Regions from separate parts of the Mus musculus genome. Here region 1 is linked to region 2. The links are chromatin contacts, called in public Micro-C maps. All regions are on one chromosome and are shown on one strand. The core of a region is the stretch at or near the end of the contact, and the rest is flanking DNA. Distances in the headings are between cores, read along the strand shown.

Region 1 (6,278 bases), core at 3,156-5,655, 530 kb after region 2:
TTTGGAAAGAGGGTCTCTAGTATTTCTTCCATACTGGCCACAAAATTATGTTGCTTCTAGGTCAGACATCCATGTGCTAGAATTACATGTGTGTCTGTCACATCTAACTCCTAAAACTGATACTCACTAGAGTTTTTTTCTTTTTATGACTTTTAGCTGATATTTATTAAATGCCTAGCATATGTGCTCATTTGTGTTATTAGCACTGGGGCCTAGGATGGTGACCTTTATTTTATATCTCACAAATAGAGACCAAAACAAACTAGTCCCGAGAAATATAAATGGAGAGAATTTGGAAGAAATTGAATGAGTTTATATAATTTTAAAAGTAAATGGTGGTGGTAAGCTCCTGCTCTATTGTTAGGATTAAGGTCACTCAATGAGAGGATGATCATACCTGCTCATGGAAAGTTAGCCAACTACCCATGGTGAGCAAAGTCATGGATCTCGGAGGAGAACCTATAACCCACTACGTTATTAAACCAGCACAATGTCTAATTGCATTCTAAATATTTTCCTTATATCCAAAGACAAGTGTAACACAAAGGAAAGTTCTGTTTACAACAGATAGAGACCAATCAGATCACAGGGTTGTGAACTCCAGTTCCAATGGATGCATCTACAAAACAACTCATACACCTAAGGCTCAGGAAACATGGTGGAAGAGGGGATGGAAATACTGAAAAAGCCCAAGGATCAGAGAGTCTGCTGTAAGATTGTGTCTCCTAGTAATAGCTGAACCCATAGAGTCTCAACAGCATGGCTGCCTAAACAGGAGCAGAACAAGGACGACACCAGAAGACATGCCACACACCAAAGGAGATGTTGGAAAGCCCATGAAGCTTCAAACCGACACGAGGGCAACCAGCAATTAAGGAGTGCTGGGAGTGGGAGAACTAGTCTTCCCCAGAGAAGCACAGCAGCTGCTTACCTAACCCCAGTCGGGCAGCCCTGGAAGCATACATGGGAGTACCATTATACAGAGTAGGTTGAGTTTATGTATTGAGGAATATACGTATATGTGTGTGTATGTGTGTGTGACAACATTATTGACAATGGCCATGAATTTGAAGAGCAAAGCAGCATGTATGAGAGGGTTTGGAGGGATGGAAGGAGAGAAACTATGTAATTATCATCTCAAAATATAAAAAAAAAATTTTAAAAGAAAGCCGAAATGTTCAAAATAAGCCACTTTGTTTATTATATGTTTTCTTCTTGTGTAGCATTGATCAAAAGAAACTCTTACCATTAAAAGATAGATATTAAAGTTAGCAAAATATAGTAGTATGGGAATTTGCACAGTTGAAGGAAAATAATAAAGTAGGAAACTACAAGCAATATCTATATAATATATTGTATTATATATAATATATTGTATTATATATGTGTGTGTATATGTATATATATATATGTGTATATATATATATATGTATGTGTGTGTGTGTGTATATATATGTATATGTATATGTATATGTATATGTATATGTATATGTATATGTATATATATATGGTTATAGACATGTAAAAACATGTCAGTGCAATACCCTTAATCATAGTTTAGTTTAAAATGAGCTTAATAGATTATTTCTTTGGTTGGCCTGGAATTTGCTGTATAGGCCAGGCTGGCTTTGACTCCACAGAGATTTACTTCACTCTGCCTTCTGAGTGCTGGGATAAATGACTGTGCCTGGTTTCATGATTGAGGCATTGTTCTTAATTTTTATTTTGATATATTTGGATATTTCATACATGGGCATTCACACATTTGGATATTCATAGCATTTCTCTTTCTCTCCATTGCTTCTAACTCAGTTGTTTTCAACCTGTGGGCCACGACCCCATGGGCTCACATCAGGTATTTATGATTCATAGCAGTTGCAAAATAAGAGTTTTGAAGTAGCAATGAAATAATTTTATGGCTGGGCATCACCAACAAGGAACTGTGTTACAGGGTCACAGCATTAGAAGGGTTGGGAACCACAGCTGTAACTCCTGTGTTATCCTCACTCCCCTCAAATTCAAAGCCCCATCTCCTTGAATTTTATTGCTATATTTAATGATTTTTGTTAAATAATGTGCAGTCTACCAAGTCCATTTAATATTGGTCAGAAGTAGATAAGTTTATTTTTTTATTTTTTTTATTTTTTTAAGGTTTTTATTTACTCGTTTTATGTATATGAGTACACTGTAGCTATATGGATGGTTGTGAGCCACCATGTGGTTGCTGGAATTTGAACTCAGGACCTCCAGAAGAGCAGTCAGTGTTCTTAACGGCCGAGCCGTCTCTCCAGCCCCAGTAGATAAGATTATAAAAGACCACTGGGGATGGACAACGTGTGAGAGAGCTGGTCCTCTCTCAGCAGTTATTCATTGTCTGACACTTCATATAGGTCTTGGACCTGGTAGTATTTCCCATGTCCCCCAATAGCATGCCAATTGCTGTCATTATGCAGGTTTTGTTTAGGTAACTATATTTTTGAAATTTTGTGACTACTCCTTTCCTGTCATATCTAAAAGACATTGTTGAGCAGCAGGTGGCCTGGTCCTCTGGCTCTTAGAAATTGTCTAAGATTTTTCCCTGAGTCTTGCTCTGTAGATATATATCAACTGGAGCTGGGCACCTCCTAGACTCTCATTCTCTGCCTTTGACCAATGTGAATCTCTGCAATAGTCTTTCTCTTGCAAAAAGAAGCATCCCTTATGAGTGGCAGAGCTCCATTGGTCAGCCTGAGTCTGTGCAGGAGCCACAGGACTGGAGTTATCTTCAGAATACAGGCTGGTACATGCAGTTCATTAAGAACTTGCTTAGTTCTAAAATTCACTGAGTTGTAATCAAAACATTTCACTTACCTTTTACATTCCTTTACTTATTCGCATACCCCTTTGTGCATGCGTTAGTATAGGCATACGTACCAAGGCACAAGTGTGGAGGTCAGAGAGAAACTTGTGAGAGGGGTTTCCTCCTATTTTATGGGTCCCAGAGATTGCACTGAGGTTGCCAGTCTTGGAGGAAAGGACTAAGCCATCTCACTAGCCATTTGATATAAAATTGTATGTGTGACTCAATTACTGTTCTTAAATGAATTATTTTGTAAATGATATATTTTGAGGCAAAAAAAAGTGACACTAAAGAACAAGGCTTAATAGGTGCATTCTTTTTATTCAAGTAGGCAAAATAGAAATAATGACAACAATTGTGTAAATGTACTTAGTGCTATTCCTCTACCAAGTGTATACTGTTCCATTGTGAATAGAAATCTGGAACATGAATGTTAGAAGCTTTTGATTATATATGTTTTAGAGTCAGAATACATGGTACATTTTTAGGAACTGATGGAAAAAACTATATGTTCCTGGGTCAAGATGTGCGGTTTACAAAGCTAACCAATGTAAAAGAATTGCATAGAGAAATACATTGAGAGTCTTCTCCACCCATATAAAGATCACATCCGCCTTTGGAGAAAATTACCAAGAGAATGGGATATGGCTAGATGCTGCTGCTTAAAATGAGAATGTTTTCTAGCGTTTGGGAAGTGCAGTCAATTGTTCTGTGTGAACTTGATTCTACACATTCAGTTAAATGCTAATTTAATTTTGATACTGGGATAGCAAAGGCTTTCACAATTCCTGGTACTTGCCTATCCTGGGATTTCTGATGAGTGATTGGGAATAAGGGGCCTCCCCTCCAGGCTGGCAGTGATGGAGACATAGAGTAAATCCCAGTAATCAGTACTCTAGAAAGACAAAAGCCGGAGCATAATCCCACCGAAAAGCCTGGCACTCCTTTGCTTTAAGGAATTTCCTGGTGGCCTTAGGGAGACATTAATGGAACTCTTAGGCTTAACCTCCCTAGGAGACTCTTCTGTAGCCCTGTTGATGCTACTTTAAAATCAGGAATTTTAAGTAGATTACGATGAAGAACAGTGCAGAACAGCATAAAGTTAAATTATACTGTTAATAACACTCAACTGAATTAGTAATTTCTGCCAGAAGTTAGCTTTTAAAATAACCCGGACTCACTTAAGAAATAAGGATTGTTTTCTCTCCTTTTCTTGTTTACCTGAAAAATAATTCATTATAATTGAGACTACCATATAAAACCAAAAAGGAAACACAGGTCTACAAACATGTCATTAACAATTGGTTGTATTACCATTCTCTAGCTACCATTTTCTAATAGGAAAGAACAAATAAAGGCAGTTTGCAGTCCTTAGAGCCAGTCTTGCTAGAGACCAGTGTTGAGGCCGATGACCAAGATTAGTTATATGGAAAGGGGCTGTTGTGAGTGTTCTCATCTCTGCTCCCATAAAAGAGCCCTTTAAACAGCACACAGGCAGCATGTCCTGGGCTAGCCACAGAGAGGCTGGCAGATGGCCCTCAGGATAGAGGCTGCTGGCAGATGGCATAGATTATTTGAGCAACAAAGACACTTTGGCTACCAATGTAAAGCCTTGGAAAGAAAGAAGACAACTTCTCTAGCACTGCCAGCTTGTATTCAGAAAATGTTTTGGCAGAATGGAGACCTATGAAAAGAGTCTCAATTGTTAACTACAAGGAAAGAGGCAAGATGTCGTTAAGTTTCTTACGTGTGCTCCTGGAGGTGTGATTGGAATCTGCTGTGTAAAAGGCCCTGAGAGATCATGTATCAGTCCTCTGGCTGGACTGTTTGCACACTTTTGTTTTGTCTTTTGTAATTGAAAGGATACAACTTCAAAGCTTTATTTTAAAAAGTGTTCTACATTTCTTGATTTACAATGTAAAAAACAAACAAGCAAACAAACAAAGAAACCAACACTGTATTCATGGCTGAGTTTCCCTGGCATCATATACTCTGATAGCTTTACGTTGTGGGGATGAGATGTGGTACGGTGTCTTTCCTTGGTGTTCAGCATGCTACCGTGCTATACAATGAAGTGAGGTTTTGTAATGTGATGCTGAGATTTTTACTGGCAAAAGGTGCATATATGGAACTCACTAAATCCTGTGAGCCTATAGCCACCATTGTGAGTGTTCTATTTGGTTTCTTTAGCCCATGATGCTGCTTTAACAATGAACCTTTATTTTCTAATGATTCTGTGGGTTCAAGGTGACTACAAATTTTTATTCAATGCCCATGTGCTCCTCATATATTTCCCTCAAATGTTTCCTTGTTAGATGATTTGTTTCTAAACTTAACTAATTAATTTAGTTTTTACCTACAGGTAGTGCTAGAAACTAGAATTTATAAAGTTGTTCAGAAATAACACATCAAGAACAGTGTTATCAAAAATAAATCAAGATGTTAAAATGATATTTAAAGTAGATATACCTTATAAAAATCAATGCTATGTATACTTTATTTTTGTATGTATGTATCTATGTATGCATCTATTTATGCATGTATGCATGTAGCTGTACATACATGAAGTGCCTATGGAGGCTAGAAAAAGGCCTCATATTCCCCATGCATGTGAGACTCCATGTTGGAGCTTCGAACTGAAGCAGCAGGTGATCTTACACCTTCTCCATCTCTCCAGCCCCTAATTCAATATATCCTTAATAATTATTTTCCTCTAGTTTATTGAACTTGATATTTTTGGTATCCCCGAAAACTCAGAGATTTTCAGATGTAAGTGAAAATTCGATTAGATTGGTAAGTGAAATATATTCAGAATAGTATCACTGTAATTGCCTCTGAGCCATCAAAATCACCATTATATTGATTATTTAGCTTCAGGAATATCTTTTCTTCGAGTGTCTCTAGTCCTACGTTACATGTGTTTCTTTCAGTTTGAGTGATCCAGGCCTTCTTAAACTAGTGAACATTAGAGTCATCTGACTAGGGTTCGACACCAACAGGTTCAAGATGGCAGGAAAAGCAGAGATAACAGTCAAAAGGGACCCACAAAAACCAGGGGGGATGGCACTTTAAGAGGAAAATGAATCCAACAGAAAATAATTGTGACATTCAACTTTTTCTTTGGGCTAGAAAGAGAGTGGTTAATAAGTGCAGAGACCTGGGGTGGGTCCCTACACCCACATCAGACAGCTCACAACTGTAGATACAGTTCTGAGCACCCAACACCCTCTTTAACCTCTGTGGGCACTGCAATCATGTGCATTTATCTACACACAGGCCCACATAGCTAAAATAATATCTTAAACAAATGCTTAGAGAACAAATGTTAATGTTGTCCTTTTTCTTAGAAGAGTATTTTGAGACCTTCAGATGGGCCAGTTTTACAGTGGATAATCACTCGGACCTATTTAGAGATCTTCAGGTCATGTTATATTATTAC
Region 2 (6,165 bases), core at 787-3,286:
AGGCTGAGGTCGTGCTGGGGTTAGTTTTCGGTATTGGCTTTGTGTACAGTTGGTAATGCTCCAAGGAGGCTTAGAGTGAGGCCAGGAACACACAGACAAAGTCAACAAAACCACTAAACTTTAAAATGATTCGATAAGGAGCAAAACAGAAAGGAAGAAAAAGTCAAAGCAGCCCATTGGATGACATGAAAAATAGGGCGGGGCGTGGGGGGCATGAGGGGTGGAGCATGAGGGAGTGGTATATCATAGGGTGAGGATTGGGAGTCACCAAGACACAAATACCCTTAGTTTCTGCTCCAAGGCAAGTTCACACCTCCTGGGAGCCAAAAGAAACTCCCAGGAAGCCCTGAGGGACATCTGAGAGATGATGATAGATGGTCACAGATATTAATTGGAATGTCACTCCCTTAAGAGCAGGGGTTTGGGTGTGAAAACTCTGTTCAGTACAAAGTAGCCTCTCAAACTCCATTTGTTGAACAAATCCCCTCAGCTGATAACGTCACCCAGTCATCCCTTAGCAGAGTAAGCTTTGGACACACTGTGAGACACGGATGTGTACTGTTCAAATTAATCTTCATTCTAGACTCACTGTTAATATCTTCATTTCTAACATTTGAGGGAATTAAACCCAAGTATTAGATATTAGATTCTGCCTCACAGATTCTAGTAAATTCCAACAATACTGCAAATTATTATTGCTTCATGCACACAGTGGCTTGGTGCTAGTTTTAAAGCTGGGCAGGCAGTCAGAGCTTTTATGTTGAGCCAGGGGCAAGCCGAGGGATTGCTCTCGGTTTTTTGTTTTGGTCTGTTTTTTTATTTTTTTTTTTTGGTTTGGCTTTCAGCGTGATGACAGAAAGGACCCGCTAGGGGGCAGTGTGTGCACAGGTTTCAGCCAAGCAAGCCCAGCGGTTTATGGCCGCTCAGGTAATCCTGAAGGCAACAGGGAGATCCAAGAGTCTTGAGAAACAAAATTCACTATATGAAGTTATTCTTTAGGTGGAGCAGAATAAAGCAGCCCGAAAAGACTGCACAGGAGAAGAAAAGCTAGTGACACAGCAAAAAACTGGGGGATGGTTATTTTAAAGGTTTCACCGCACCGGAGCGCTTACGGCTTGATACAGGAATTATTCGGTATTCTCCTTAATGATTGCTAAAGGGCTTTTAATATTTTTATTTATTACCTTTGACATTTCATGTTTCTGAAATCCATGCAGAGCCGTGATTCATTTTTCTTGTCTATTGTAGGTAGCAGTTAGAATTCAATTAAAGTTAACCACTTTTAATTGGGCAATGATAGCTGATGTTGCATTATTGAGTGCTTCAATGTTCTGAGGGGTTTACTTACATTTTCTTTTCTTCGCTAATGCTCCTGGATAAGGAGACTTTTATTAGTTGTATTTATTCCCACTGGAGATGTGGAGAGATGGTGTTGATACTCACTCCAACATCCCAAGCCTCAAGGTCTAGACCAGAAGCCATTTCTCTTAACTATTTTGCCGTTTTCCCCTAGAGTGCACAGCTTCTCACACCTCTTGTTAAAATGTAGATGCTGATTCATGGATGTGGGTGGAGACTGAGAGTCTGCAACGTAGGCCAGTTTGCAGGTGACTGCAGTGCTGCTGCGTTTTCCATGGGCCTCATTTTTAAAAAGTGAGCACCTGTGTCGAGGTGAAAGGTGCAGGCGTATACAGATGTGCATGATCTAATCCCTACACTCAGATACAGATGTGCATGATCTAATCCCTACACTCAGACAGCCTGTGAGTAGGAGAGATGAAGAAGGCACATGTCCAGGACCACAGAGTAACAAACAGAACAATTCCATTGATATGAGAACAGGACTTGCTGACAGGGGGTGAAATGGACCCCAAAGCTTTGAAGGGTGCCTGCGGAATGAGCAAGACCTAACTCACAAAGCATGACCAGCAAGCCTAGTGCAGACACGGGTCTTGCAAGGGTTGTTCAAAAGGACAGGGAACTGAAGGAGGGAGGGGCGAGGAAGGGAGGTCGGAATGCAAGTCACTCCTGGAATTAAGAAACACTGTCTAGAGGACGCTCAGAATGGACAGCACCCAGCTGCTCAGGAAACCTCAGTGCGGGGTGAGATGAACCAGGAAATAGATGGCGGTAGAGGCGGTGTTGACAGAGCACAGAGGAGGTAATCTGAATAAAAAGAACCTGTTTAACCCAAGTTCTGGGATAGGACAGTACCATGCACACTAGAGGAAGAGTGCCTAGACCTGTTTTCCCATCTGTCCATAGAGAAGCTATGCTGCAGCCATGGTTCAGAGCAATGCGGCTCTCTCTCCATCGTAACATATCATGAGTGCCGCAGCAGAGGAGACTCCAACTCCGAATTCTGTTTTCATTAGGGCTGGGCTGGAGCTAGGAATTTATGTCTATCTTCTCATGTTTATTTGGTTGATAGGTATGCGCAGGCAACACTGAGATCTATCACTCGGGAGCCACGGTTCTCAAGTGAGCAGCCTCGACCGACCGGGAGGCAGCTTTAGCATCGGTGGGAACTGATGGGAAATGCAAATCTTGGTCGGGTTCCCAGACTCATAGAGTCAGAAACTCAGGGTGAGGCTCAGAATCTCTGTTTTAACAGACCCTTTGGTGATTCTCAGGCAAGTCCAAGTTTGAGCACTGGTGTATTCTCAGGCCTTCCAACTCCAAGTGTGGTCTAGCTTGGGACTTATTACATTAGCAGAGTCTGGGACCCGGCACCTCGCAGCTACTGAATCAGAAGCGCGGGTCAAGAGACCAGGTGAGGAACGTGTGTGTTAAGGTAGGGAAGCACACTGAATCCCAGGGAGGACAATTTAAGGTTCTAGAGTGGGAATATAACATCATGGCAAGAAAACGTGGAAGACAGAGTTTGAGCCGGAGAGAAGGACATGGACCCAAACGCATATAAATCATCTTGGTCCTGCAGGACTTACTAAAAGAAACCCCACAGAGGAAGTCTGCTTGTTAGCATCACTCCCCAGACCTTCCTCCCGAATGCTTCCCTTCTAGACCCCAACAGAGAGCTGCCAGGCCTGGGGTGGAAGTCTGCATTGCAGAGCGCAGGGCTCCCTTAGTAGTGGACTTCTGCCAGCCATCGATCCAAGATTAAGATCTCCCTCTGCAATACAACTGCACTCAGGCCCCGGCTCCAGCTTGTAGAATATTTTTGATAATAAGAAAGCCTAAATGAAGCATCCCTTCAAAGGCCTTCACCATTAATTTGGCACAAGGAAAAAAGCCAGCACATTAGAGCAGGTTTTCCAGTCACCCTGCCTGTGTTGTAGAACCTCTGAATAGACATCCATAATGAAATTACTCAGAATGGAATTCATTACCTGACTTAAGATTTATTGCTTTTTAACTAGAAATATAAGGCTCCGCACACTCTGCTCCCGGAGTTGGCTGTGCGAACGGTCCATTCCTTCTCTCCAGTTTGAGTTCGGGGGAAACCCAGCAGAGGAAATGCTAATCGGGTGCAGGGGTTGTGGGCAGAAGAATGGGCTGAACAATGCGGCTTCATTAGGACTGGCACATTGGAACCCCAGGACTCTGGTGCTCAGTTCTGCTTCCACAATCTCACCACAGGGACCACGGGCCAGTCACCTCCCAACTAGCATAATTGGAAAGACTCTAAGAGGCCCCGAAGTGCTGAAGTGCTGTAAATTGGCAGCGTTCGGTTCTGATGAACATTAAAGGGAGTGCGTGGTTAATTCCTCCGCTCATGCTGATCCCACAGTCTTCCCACTGGGGGCTTTTGGCTTGGAGCATCGTGGCGCCATTTGTTCTGCCTGGATTCTCCACCAGGCCTGAGACCTCAAGGTGAGTTAATAGGCTCGGCTTCTCCACACTTTATTTTAATCTGTATTTACCATCATCATAGTTATTTTAACAAACCCCGGGTGCAAGGCACGCCATAGAGCACTGCACAATGCAGATAAGAGCAGCCCGGCCCAGGCCCCGTGGCGGAGGCCAGCAGCTATGGTTGAAAGGTGCTTGACAGCATCCTGTCTTACAATCCAACCCAAGATGCTCCTGGTCCCCTAAGGCCTGACCTTCTGCTAGATGTCTTTTTGGGTCTTCACCTCTCTGCAGTTCCTGGGCCATCTCCTCTGGATTGGCAGGAGAGTGATGTCAACCGCTGGAGCCACTGCCCATGGTGCTCAATCCCGTCCCCGTTTTCTCCTCAGTGACTCTCCTTCTGGCACTCGGGCACACAGTGTAAAAATATGGCTGATGGTGGCTCTCTACGAGATAATAATCTTAAACAGACGTTGCTTGCATGGATAATAGGATAAAGTAAAACAGGATGGGCAAATTGATAATTGCAGATTAGGAGGAAGTATAATTAGCAAACCATACAAAAGCCAAAATCAGGGGGTAATAAGCACGATGCATCAGGACTGTGAGGAATGAGTTTTAAGTCTTTAGTCCCCCGAACCTAATCACTCCTTTACTTGTGACAGACATGTATCTGAAGTGGCAGATGCATATCTGAAATGGCGTACTGTGTTTGCTTGTGACCAAAGATTCTACATTGTCAAGCCAAAGGAACTATTGTGACAGATATTTTTTGTTGTTGTTCCATAACTTTAGGAACTAACAGGGGGGAATGCCATCATGGCTATAATATCACCCTGGACAATTGTGGGACACGCCACCAGCCAGAATCTTGTGATTATTTTAATTTGTATGTAAAACTTGTCAGATAGCCAGACATGTTTTCAAAAATGCAAACTAATGGCCATCATTGTCTGATGCTCCCAGGACAAGTATGACAATGACAGTGTGTTATGAAAGGCCACATTGGCACTATCAGAATAATGAGACAGTCGCTCGGGCTGCCTGGGAATTTCAGCTATAGCTTTGGAAATTTGGGTTGTCACTTGGATAACACTACAAGAGATCTGAAGTCAGCTGTTCATATGACTAGAAAAGGCTTCCTTTCCCTCCCTTTGTCAGTACAAAATGGCACAACTTTCTTTGTCCCACAGCTTTAGTGTTGCCTGCTTGCTTTAACAAATCTCTCAACAAAGGTAACGTAAGGAAAGGGAGGTCGGAGACTCCATCCTAGTGAGGACAGCAGTGCAGTGGGAGGATGAGTTGTCTGCTCCTTCCTAATGGATCCACCACCGCAAGGGAGCAGAGAGCAATAGATGTGAGCATTTGACTCATTTTCTACCCTATTTGTCCAGTTCAAGACCCCAGCCTATGAAATAGTACCACCGATGGATAGGGTAGCTCCTCCTGCCTCAATTATCCCAATCTTGAAACTTCCTGATAGATATACCCAGACGTTTGTCTCTTAGGTAATTGTAGATGCTGTCAAGTTGGCATCTAACACAGATTGTACCTCTAACTCTGGCCCTGCCTCCTTACTGGAGCGACGGGAACTAGCTAAATGAGGGTAAATCTTTCCTGGCCAGAAGACAAATCCAGAGTCCAAATCTCTACCAGCAGATTGAGTGTCCATTAAGATGGATTCTAAACATCCAGGTGGGTATAGTCTAGTGCATGTCATTTCTTCTGGAAAAATCAATCTACCTGTTCCTTCTTCTTAACTTTGAGAACAGAGAGGTGCCTTGGGAATCACGGTGAACTCTGGATATTCTTTCTGGCTGATGTCTCAGAGTCTCTGTCATTGCACATCTTGCTTGCTCTTACCTCACTAGAAGTATCATCAAGATGTCCCAAGTGACATGTTTACTTTGTGGAGACCTCAGATTGCTGACTTCTGTTGCTTGATGCTTCTCTTCCATTACAAGACATTTATCTGAAATCGTTATCAATATAAACTACCTGGGGTTGAGATACACTCAAAGGATAGTCACTGGCTAACAGTTGCAAGGGGGGGGGGGGGAGAAGGTTGAAAAGAGTCCAGCAAACTCCTAAAAAAGAAGATAATTTGTATAATTAAATCTTAAAAATTTAATGAACATATAAGCACATTTTGCCAGATGACTACAGTGGCCAAAAACTAAAATCTTCTGTCACATAAGAGCATAATGACTATGAAGATTTTGAATATTTATAGGAATTTATTCTTTAATCATAGAGCAAAATTTCAGTCTCTCTCTCTTTCTCTCTCTGTCTCTCTCTCTTTCTCTCTCCCTCTCTCTCTCTCTCTTTTCTTCCCGAGAAAGGATTTCTCTG

What was found. Hi-C and Micro-C count contacts between places; a contact is called where the count stands out from the background.
Region 1: a Micro-C map of stem cell-derived neural progenitor cells shows a contact between it and region 2, with 4 times the contacts expected there. The contact joins the enhancer-like site here to the promoter of 9530026F06Rik in region 2. A contact is called at or near these places in 1 of 15 datasets of contacts at CTCF or cohesin (stem cell-derived epiblast-like cells), 28 of 484 Hi-C or Micro-C datasets (the AML12 cell line, the N1E-115 cell line, Sertoli cells and 17 more) and 3 of 115 datasets of contacts at active chromatin or transcription factors (embryonic basal ganglia, embryonic forebrain and neural progenitor cells).

What each region holds. Positions count from the first base shown.
Region 1 is chr1:61,908,751-61,915,028 of GRCm38.p6, forward strand. The region is part of intron 2 of Pard3b (par-3 family cell polarity regulator beta); the gene reads left to right. Among named protein-coding and RNA genes, the nearest start is that of Pard3bos1, 47 kb to the left of the region's middle. Within about 2 kb of position 4,406, at least 21 of the 459 cell types and tissues checked have an H3K27ac peak or open chromatin away from gene starts, as enhancers often do. A contact at or near this core is called in cerebellum, embryonic forebrain, neural progenitor cells and 1 more, where this site is marked.
Region 2 is chr1:61,376,396-61,382,560 of GRCm38.p6, forward strand. 9530026F06Rik (RIKEN cDNA 9530026F06 gene) reads left to right here and starts at 2,037. Exons shown (of 5, transcript NR_040483.1): 1 at 2,037-2,161; 2 at 2,615-2,773; 3 at 3,601-3,834.